Regions from separate parts of the Mus musculus genome. Here region 2 is linked to region 1. A link is a contact called in public Hi-C data. All regions are on one chromosome and are shown on one strand. The core of a region is the stretch at or near the end of the contact, and the rest is flanking DNA. Distances in the headings are between cores, read along the strand shown. Region 1 overlaps Poc1b (POC1 centriolar protein B). Region 2 has its middle 16 kb from the start of Gm20110.

The links. Hi-C and Micro-C count contacts between places; a contact is called where the count stands out from the background.
Region 2: a Hi-C map of B cells shows a contact between it and region 1, with 3 times the contacts expected there. The contact joins two enhancer-like sites. A contact is called at or near these places in 11 of 39 promoter capture datasets (the C10 cell line, the HPC-7 cell line, cranial neural crest and 8 more), 23 of 484 Hi-C or Micro-C datasets (B cells, CD4 T cells, CD8 T cells and 14 more), 22 of 115 datasets of contacts at active chromatin or transcription factors (the HPC-7 cell line, Th17 cells, bone marrow-derived macrophages and 16 more) and 3 of 9 other capture datasets (adipose tissue, embryonic tail and liver).

The regions. Positions count from the first base shown.
Region 1 is chr10:99,181,269-99,186,192 of GRCm38.p6, reverse strand. The region is part of intron 10 of Poc1b (POC1 centriolar protein B); the gene reads right to left. Among named protein-coding and RNA genes, the nearest start is that of Gm34574, 48 kb to the left of the region's middle. Within about 2 kb of position 3,607, at least 96 of the 459 cell types and tissues checked have an H3K27ac peak or open chromatin away from gene starts, as enhancers often do. A contact at or near this core is called in B cells, CD8 T cells, DN2 thymocytes and 4 more, where this site is marked.
Region 2 is chr10:99,591,042-99,596,099 of GRCm38.p6, reverse strand. No RefSeq gene overlaps it. Among named protein-coding and RNA genes, the nearest start is that of Gm20110, 16 kb to the left of the region's middle. Within about 2 kb of position 3,754, at least 45 of the 459 cell types and tissues checked have an H3K27ac peak or open chromatin away from gene starts, as enhancers often do. A contact at or near this core is called in B cells, CD8 T cells, DN2 thymocytes and 4 more, where this site is marked.

The DNA.
Region 1 (4,924 bases), core at 2,358-4,857:
TAGTCTCTCTTTTACATAGAATCCCCCAAGAATCATATATATACTATGCTAATGTATAGTTATCTTTCACTGTTTTTAAAAGGTATATATGCATGCACAATGGTGGAATGCTTGCCTAGAAATACTGAAGTTCTAGATTTGATTCCTACCACTGCAAAAAATCAGATTAAAAGTTAAGGTGCTTGCTGTTTTTCCAGGAGATCTGAGGTCAGGTCCTATTGCTCCCTCGGCAGGAAATCTCAAAGCCATCCCCAGTGACACATCTCCTTCAACTTTGGCACACCTCCTGATTCTTCCCAAATAGTTCCACCAACTGGGGACCAAGTTTCCCAACATGTGAGCCCAGGGGGACCATTCTTATTCATATTACCATCTGCCCAACAGTATTCCAATGACTAAGACAAGCTCACAGTGTTTCCTGCCTAATAAATGCTAACCAACAACAAATGCTAGCATGGTGCCAATCTTAGCAAAGGCTGCTCAAAGCAGTGGGATTAGCTTGCCATTCCACAGCCTCTCCTTTACAAAGACACTTAAGTGTTACATGTGTAAAATTCTTTCTTTTCTTTTCTTTTCTTTCTTCTTTTCTTCCTCTTCTTCTTCTCTTCCTCCTTCTCCTCCTCCTCCTCCTCTTCTTTTTCTTTTTTTCAAGACAGGGTTTCTCTGTATAGCCCTGGCTGTCCTGGAACTCACTTTGTAGACCAGGCTGGCTCAAACTCAGAAATCCGCCCACCTCTGCCTCCCGAGTGCTGGGATTAAAGGTGTGCGCCACCACGCCCGGCTACTATATTTCTTTAGTTGGATATCATAAATTTGATAAACAATCTAATTTAATCTTTGGCCAAGCTTTAAAAAATATTTTAGTATTTTTTGAAATGAAGTCTAATCCCCTGGTTTTCCCCATTGTTTCTTTCCTCCAGCTTTCCCCAGGCACCTTTTTCTCCCTTGCTCTCAGTTCATACCTCTGTGTCTTTAGCTGTTGTTACATATATCCATATGTATATGTATTTCTAACATATAAATACCACCTGCCCAGCCTGTATAAAGTTACTTGTCTGTATATGAGTTCATGAGCTTGGGCAGCCAAGTGGGGAGCTCTTCCCAGAGCAGATCTTAGTTACTTCTAAGTCTTTGACTAGGGTTGAGATCCCATGAGATCTGCCTCTTTCACGTTAGCATGTCTACTGGCGAGCACGTCTACTGGCATCATCCTTGAGTAGGTCATATTTAGGCAACCGTGTTGGTGAGACTTCATGGGCACCACATACCCCTGGTTGCATGGTGTAGTGGTTATTCCTGGTTGTCAACTTGACAATATTTGGAATGAACTACAATCCGGAATTGGAAGGCTCACCAGTGACCCTTATCTGGAAGCTTGGAGATCCTTATCTGGATCTTGGTTTGAAGATCTTGAGCCATAGTGAATATGGATTCCAGAAGATTGAATCTCCGAGTTTAAGGAACACACCTTTAATCTGGGCTATGCCTTTCATCTGGGATTAAAGGTGTGGTGGAACACACCTTTAATCTGGGCTACACCTTCTGCTGGAGACAATATAAGGACATTGGAAGAAGGGAGTTTAGCTCTTGCTCTTGCTCTTGCTCCTTTGCCTGCTTGCTGCGTGAGACTGAGTAACTGCTAGATCCTTGGACTTCCATTCACAGCTGCGACTGAACAATTGTTGGGAATTCGGCTGCCGACTGTAAGTCATCAATAAATTCCTTTACTATTTAGAGATTATCCATAAGTTCTGTGACTCTAGAGAACCCTGACTAATACACATGGTATGGAGAGAGCAAGCTGTCACAGAGCCAGAGCCCCCCATGCCCCACACCCACACCTCATTTCAGAGGGCCAGAAGGTACTCTATAGCTGCCGAGGGAGAAGAGTCTACAGCGTCAACCTTCTGGGTAAGTTGTACCCACTTGTGTAATAGTGACCTAATTGGTACAGGGGTAACCAACTGTTGTCTGATTAGATTTGCAGTCCACTTCACAGGAAATAATCTTTATGTGGTACTCAAAAGCCCACGAAGGGGGAAGATATAAGGAGCTAGGGGATAGGAACTAAATACTGTTGTTTGCTAAACTGACAAATTCAAATTTATTAATATCCAAAGACACTGACCAGTTTTAGCCATAATTAGAGAAGCCTCTAATTCGAGTGAATTAAGATCAAATCAGAGTCTATGGCTATAGAAGGTTCTGAGAATTAAGAGAGAGATGAGTGTTCATCCCTAAACAAGACATTTTAGAGCATCCTCTCCACGACTGTGGGGATTCTGCAGCAGATGGGGCAGAAAGGCTGTAAGTACTGGGAGATGGGGAGAAAGACTGTGAGACTCCATCTTCTGGACAATACACAGCCATTGTAACCAACACTCAACAACTCCCAGTGACTGCACTGGGCTTGCACAAGACTAGGCCCATCAACAGACAGACAAGGATGGAAGAGGATCGCAGGGAGCCCCACCCTCACTGATGCACTATTGAGGATCCAGGGAGCTCACCCTCACGGATGCACTATGTCCTATGGATGGATTTAGGGGAAGGTACTCTCATTAGCTTCGATGGTGTATCCAGGATGGTCCCACCACACTCCCATGGGTTATATCAGTGCACATAGATGACTTTGGTTAAATCAAATGGTTCATACAACACAACTACGTCATGAGTCTGGGAATGGATTATTATATAGCACAGGAAGAGCATGGGGTTGATAACAAGGGAAGGAAAACAGGGAATGTGGGAGAGAGAGTGACCGTCATGCACTATATATAAGTATAAAACTGTCAAAAAATAATAATATTGTGTGATGGAGTAATTAAAAAAGCTTCCAATTTCAGTCAGATGAAAGAAAGTCTATAATAAATTCGAAGTATAGATAGCACTTTTAAAAAATACTATTCCCATTATTTTAGCAGACAAAAATAATTTTCTAGCACTAGTAAGGGAACCAATCAAAAATTAGGTAATTAGCGCTATTAACCTCAGCTCAGATCCCCACTTGAGGCGAGCCTGGTGTACAGGCCTGGAATCCTAGCCCTGGGGAGACTGAGACAGGAAGATTGCTCTAAGTTCAAGAGAGCCTGGGTACAGAGTTAGTTGAAGGCCAGCCCGAACTAGCAAAAACCGGTCTTAAGAAACAAAGAATGGTAGCCAGTGGTGGTGGCACACAGTTTTAATCCCAGCACTCTGGAGGCAGAGGTGGGCAGAGCTCTGTGAGCTCAAGGCCAGCCTGGTCTACAGAGTGAGTCTCAGGACAGCCAGGGCTATGCAGGGAAACCCTGTCTCAAAAACAAAACAAAAACAAAAGCAAAACCTAAACAAACACAAAAACAAACCCCCACCAAAAACAAAAACAAAGAAAGAAAGAAGAAAAAAGAAAAGAAAGGAAAAAGAAACAAGACCCCCAACCCCCGCCAAACAAAAGAAAACAAAACAAAATCAGAATAGAACAAAGCAAAGATTATGTAACTTAGAATAGTTGAAAAAAAAAGTCTAAAAGTCTCAGAAAGAGCAGGATTTTCATAAGGCGTTAAGGCAATGCATTGTAATAATTTGTATGTATGTGAAAGGTATAGATGTTTTCTCTTTTTGCTATCTTATTGCTGGAAACTGAGACAAATTAAAAAAATAATGGATTTCATAAAGTTTTTCTTCTTAAGAACCATGAGGAAAAATAGCCCAGGAATGCATATCATTTTAATAAAACGTAGAACTCAGGTCTTTTCACAGATGCTGTGTGTTAAAGGGAATCGCCGTCCCTCTTCAGTCACGTGCAGACATGAATGCACACAGATGGCTGGGCAGGAAGTTCTAAGGAGGAAGTCTGCCACCACAAAGCATGTTCCTTTTGCCCAAAAGTACTGTCAAATGCCTACTTTTTATTTCTCGTTTCAGCTCAACAATCTATTATATGACAGTAACATTTGAAGACCCTGTCTTGTGATGACACCCTCTGGTGAATGAGATGTGACTGGCAACCATATCATATCACACCACACATCACCCCTATTATGAAGGTGTAGTATAGGGTAGGGTCTCCTTTTGGGAGGGAGCCTTGTCACTTGACTGGTGAGTAAGACTCTCATAACTGCCTTTCTAGACTGGATGCTCCACGCTCCAAATCTGCTGCTTCTTGCCTTAGTGCACAGCGCCATTAAGAAGTAGCAGATCCAAGTCCTGTCCTCCAAAGCTCTGCCATTTTCTCTTCAGCACTTCATGATTCAGTGTGGTGGGTATCAGGTGCTTGCCCCTGTGCATGCTGGGATTGCTGTGGCTGCTGCTGCCATCGCCTCCTGATGCTCCATGTCCACGGTCTCACTCAGCCTGCCTTTCTTACTAGGGTGATTATTCTGAAGCTCCAAACTGCTCTGACTGTCCTGGCAGAGAGCCTCCCACAGGTCGCCCCAAGGCTCCTAGGGTGAATATTCCTAACCTAGAGTGACCCTTCAAGCACTCATGATTGCCTCATGACGGCTGACTGACACATCAGCTTCTCTTTCCGGCCTCATCTACGGTCCTCAGCTCAATCCAAATGCGGTGGCCGAGTGGTGTTGCTCAGTTCTCTGAACCCATTTCCTTCTGAAGCCTCCTTGCCTTTGCAGCTGCTGACCATGCACACTCTGGTCCTTTGGCTGTTATTATAGACATTCTTATAACTTCAGCTTGAGTACTGGGGACTTCGGAGAGAGACACCGTCTCTGATTTAACTCTTCTGTCACCCGTTTAACTGTTCAGAGGCCATGCTTGTACACACCTGGCACTCACCTCATGCTTAGACATACCGTCTTCTCTGTAATTACTCCCACAGCAATTCAGGAATCCTTCACTAGAACTAGCCTTTCCTTTGTGTGTGTCCACTGCTTCATATATGTGAATATGTATTCATTACGTAAGTGTTCATATTCAAACGTATGAA
Region 2 (5,058 bases), core at 2,505-5,004, 410 kb before region 1:
CAGGGCCAGCTCCACTGTGTTGGCCAGTTGAGGTGCAGGGTCCGCTCTCCCAAATGCTACAGGCAATGCTAGCTCTCCTAATCTCATGTGCCACACCCATCCATCACCTCGGCTCCGGGCCACACAGTAAACGACTGGCAGAGCCAACTCTCCCACACTCGTTCTCTGGGGCTGCTTACCCACACTGCGGCCACCAGGGCCAGCTCCACTGTACTGCCTGGGTGAGACACGGGGCCTGCTTTCCTGAGTGGTGATAAATGGGACCAGCTCTCCAGAGTGCCATAGCCAGTGAGGAGCGGGGCCAGTTCTGCACAGCCCCTGGACAGCCACGTGGTCCGCTGCGGCTGCCCTGACCAGAGACTTCCCCGTGTTCTCTAGAGGTAATTTGTGCTACGGACATTGACACCAAGCCCCGCTGCTTTGTAGCCATGAACACAAAAACATGGCATTCAGCAGGAGCTAGGGCTGGGACCTCACCACAGCCTGGGTGGGAGGGCTGGCCCCTCACAATGGCGCCTCCTCTCCACCCTCGAGTCTCCAGTTCCATCTCTCTTCATAAGGCTCAGGCCGCTCCACTTCTATTTCTCTCCCACCTGTCCACCGCACACTCACACACTGTGGTGGCTCCCTCTGCAGGCTAGCCACGAAGGGGCGACCCCTGGGTGGCATCATCCTTCTGTGTGGTGTCGTGGCAGGCAAGTGTCAATGGCCCACCTGTGCCATGTCTGAGGGCAGCTCTGTGGGTGGAATGACAAACCTCGTGTCTCCATCAGTCTTCTTCCTGCCTTGCACTGCACTGCCTGGATTTGATTTTATTTCATTTGATTTTTATGAGTCCTGGGCATAAAACAGCTTTGGCCACCAAGCCAGGTATCAAGCTAGGATGAACTAAGGACTGCCGCCTGCTCTGCCCCTGGCTGATAAAACGATAGACAAAACAAACAAATGAATAAAAAATATCCATAAGCAAAACTGCATAGATTAAAAAAAAATGAGCCCAACTATAAAACACAGGACTCAGGACTCCGAGTGCAGTGGGTGTCCTGGCCCTCATGGACAACAGTCTCTTAGCTCAACACACCTCTAGCTCCACCTAAGCCATTCTTTCAGCTGTCCCTCTTTCAGGTAACAATCCCACTTCTTCACGATGCCTGTGTGTAACCCTTAACTCTCCATCTTGCTTCACGATCAGCCGATCTACTATATCCTAGCAAGTCACCCCCTAAAATAAATCCCTATAGTTAGAACGAAAGGTGACCGCTCAGCTCCAAGCATGTGACTTTGGCTATGTGGATGACGGACAATGAATTCTCAGCTCACTCCCACACCACCTCATCTTTGCTCCCCACCGACACCGCGTTTCTTAATGATCACTCATAAGACTCTGGTGCTCAAAATCATGTTGTTGCCTGTATCCCAGAAAGGATAAAGACCACACAGCAGCAGCACAGGATAGGAGACCATTTCTGCTCGGATCCCCGAAAGAGAGCTTAGTTGGTTCTGGCTCTGTGCAAGTGTGCACTCTTGGCTGCTCTGACCCCTTAGGTGATTGACTAATGTGTATCTTCTATCGCCAGTGTAATGAATGCCTTAGCCTGTCTCCCTAGAAAAACCTACTTTAAAGGTTTGGGGTTTTTCCAGCTTCCCTTCTTTAATGAAGCCCACTTAGATCCAGAAAGCCCCTTTCCCTCTTCCAGGGAAGCACCCATTACCCACGGTGCAGATCTACTTGTCTGCCTCCCTCCCTTATTATTTATTAAGTCACTTAATGGCTTTTGTTTATCGTGGGATCGAGCATGAGTTGAACATGATTGCTTTCCAGTGAACGAATGCAGTTAAACTATCTTCTCCTCCTGTCTGTTGAGGCCTTTTAGCCAGATTAAGCCACTTATCCAAGGTTACGTGGCAACCTAATACAAGAACCCATAAAGGAAGACAGGAAGGACCTTCAGAGTCTGCCCAGTAATCAAACTCTCCAGTCAGCTGCTTTCATAGTTGACATGATTGTGTCTGACAGCGACACCTTGCCCTGAGTCTCACATGGCTATTGGCAGGCTTTTATCTTTAACTTGTTTTTTTTGTTGTTGTTGTTGTTGTTTTGTTTTTGTTTTTTTCAGTACCAATATCTTGGGTTTTGCCTTAGGAAACTACTTATCAACATCTACAGTTAGAATAGGACCAGATATCATCCCTTGACTGTACAAGAAGACGTGGCCTAAGGCTTCCGAGTAAAGCTGTTCGATTCCTCGGAAACCATTCAATTCTGCTAGGAAAATCAGGGATTGTTTCAGCCCAGGACTTGCCAGTGCTAGAGAGGAGATATTCTGTTTTCCCTGAACTTGCTAAGTGGAACTGAAGGACGAAGATCTCAGAGAAAGCAGTCAAAACTTCAAAACTGTAAGATTTCTGAGAATACTGACTGCCTGCAGTCAGTCACCTCATATGCCATTATACGGTGGCCTCCTAATATATGGAAGACCGGGGTAAGTTGCACTCTGACCCAGTATCCCTTTCGTTTCTGATTAGCATGGAACACAAAAGGCATTTCACATGAGATTAAGAAGGTAGAAATGTAGACAGCCATGATTTTTTGTGCATATAAGAACCGGGAAGGGGCACCAGGTACTGATAAATGTGTGTTCTTTGTTCTCTACTGACCTGTGTTTGTGAGACCTGGATATGCATTTACTTCAGTTAGAATCTCATACAGTCTCACCATCTCCTAGAGGAAGCACATGATTAGTTTCATGACAAAAGATGCTTGCTTCCCATATGCAGGAAGGAGTCAAGAGATGATCAGGGACTGGCCAGGGCTCCTGTACATTCTCTTGAGTTTCAGCCATGCTCAGGAGGGCCAACTTCACCCCAGTCTCCCATTCTTTTCCACTTTCAAACCAGTTTCTCTATCTGTCAGCAAGTTCTAATATCTCTGAGTTCTAGCAGTAGAAACAAAAACAGCTTATGGAGGCTAGCTAATCATCTTGTCAAATTCAGATAATAAGGTTGTGTGACTGTGTGAATGTATGTGAGTGTGTGAGTGTGTGTGTGTGTGTGTGTGTGTGTGTGTGTGAGTGTGAGTGGTGTGTGTATAAGTTTGTGTATGAGTGTGTGTGTGAGTTGAGAGTGTGTGTATGAATGTGTGTGAGTGTATGTAAGTGTGAGAGTATGTGTGTTTGTGTGTATGAATGTGTGTGAGTGTGAGAGTTTGTCTCTGTGTGTGTGTGTGTCTATGTGTCTGTGTGTGTGTGTGTGAGTGTGAGAGTGTGTGTGAGAGTGTGTCTGTGCGTGTGTCTGTGTGTGTTTGTGTGTGTCTGTGTGTGTGGTGTTTAGATCCTTCTCTGGTTGGATACACACTACTCTCCTTGGACATTTCCCTTTATACAACTGATATTTAATCAGTATGAATGTGGTTTCTATTACTGAATACTAAAAAGAATTAATATACACAATTACCATATCTTAGCTAAGCATGGTACTCTGGTGGCAAGATCCATGCTTCTCTCTGCCTTGAGTTCTCAGCAGGCAGCAAAATGCCAGCTACATAGCAGACACTCAGCAAACACGTGTTGAATGAACAGACAACACATGGTTACAGAATTTAAAAAAAAAAAATGTCCCAGGGCCCCTGAGGCAAAGCTTCACACAATCTGAACGATGTGGAAGATGAAAAGCAGGAAGGGAGGGCAGCCCCCGGGCTCTGGAGAGAAGCCTGCATCCGAAACACAGCTGAGCCTTCCAGCTGGTGGCCTGTGGGCAGGCCAGCACAGGGCTGACAGCTCATGTTCGCCCCTGGCATGACAGGTGTGCTGGGGCCAGTCCGTCCTCCACGGAAGTGAGCTTCCTGTCGCTGCTGACAGGGACTCGCTAGATGTAGGGAACAGAAGTGGTGCAGGAAGAAGTGTTTTAAATAGAAAATGCTGAACGGGTATCAGGTTCCTAGAAGAGGAAGAATCGGAGAAAGGTGATTTCAGAGTAAGATACTCCACGGCTCATAAAGAGTCTCTCTCTCTCTCTGAGGTCAAGCACAAATGCTAATCATGTCTCTGCTTGCCTGGAACACTTTACCAGATCGTAGGGAAGCCCAGGGTCCGTGGAAACCACAGAGGTGGACATGCAGAGCAGAAACTTTCTGCTTTTTCTGGTAACTCCATCAACAACAAGCTGATTCAATTCTAAATACACCTGGGGAGGGGAATGAGGTACACACACTGAAAAGTGAATTAAAGCGGCGGGGGGTGGGTGTACAGAGGACTTGTAATGATCAACAGAGAAGTTTAACAGTCAATCCCAGGGCCTGAGCACAGGATCTCATATGGAAAAATATTTAGGTATAGACATGATTGAGTTAAGGATCTTGGGGCAGGGCAAGAATCCTGTGCTACCAACTGGGCCTTACATGTAATCACAAATGGCCTAATAAGATGGGGGGAGGGGGCAGGGAGATTCAACCACGGAAGAGAAGGTAGTACCCCCCACACACACACAAAAAAGAAAGTAAATGGACGAGAGATAACTGATGGTTTTCTTCTGATGATTAAGTGATGGTCATGAAGATGTAAGGATGAGGGAGATAATTGCTCTTTTTTTTTTAATTAGATATTTTCTTTATTTACATTTCAAATGTTATCCCCTTTCCTGGTTTCCCCTCTGAAAACCCTTATCCCATCCTCCCTTCCCCTGCTCACCAACCCACCGACTCCTACTTCCCTGTCCTGGCATTCCCCTACACTGGGGCATCGAGCCTTCTCAGGACCAAGGGCCTCTCCTCCTATTGATGTCCAACAAGGCCATAGAGGATTACTCTTGTAGCCCAGAGTCCAAGTGGCACATTAACCCTGACAAGTCCTTTAGACACTTAAAACGCCATTTTGGATTCTGGCCTTCAGAACTATAAAGAAATAGTGTGTTGTTTTTAAGCAGTCATATTGGCAATTACTGGGGACAGCAACCAGTAGGACTTCATATAAGGGACCAAGCCACAGAGCATTACCTTTCTGGACACCAACTGTAGGAAGCAGAGCCTCACAGGAGGCTTATAATGCAGAACCCACAAAGACT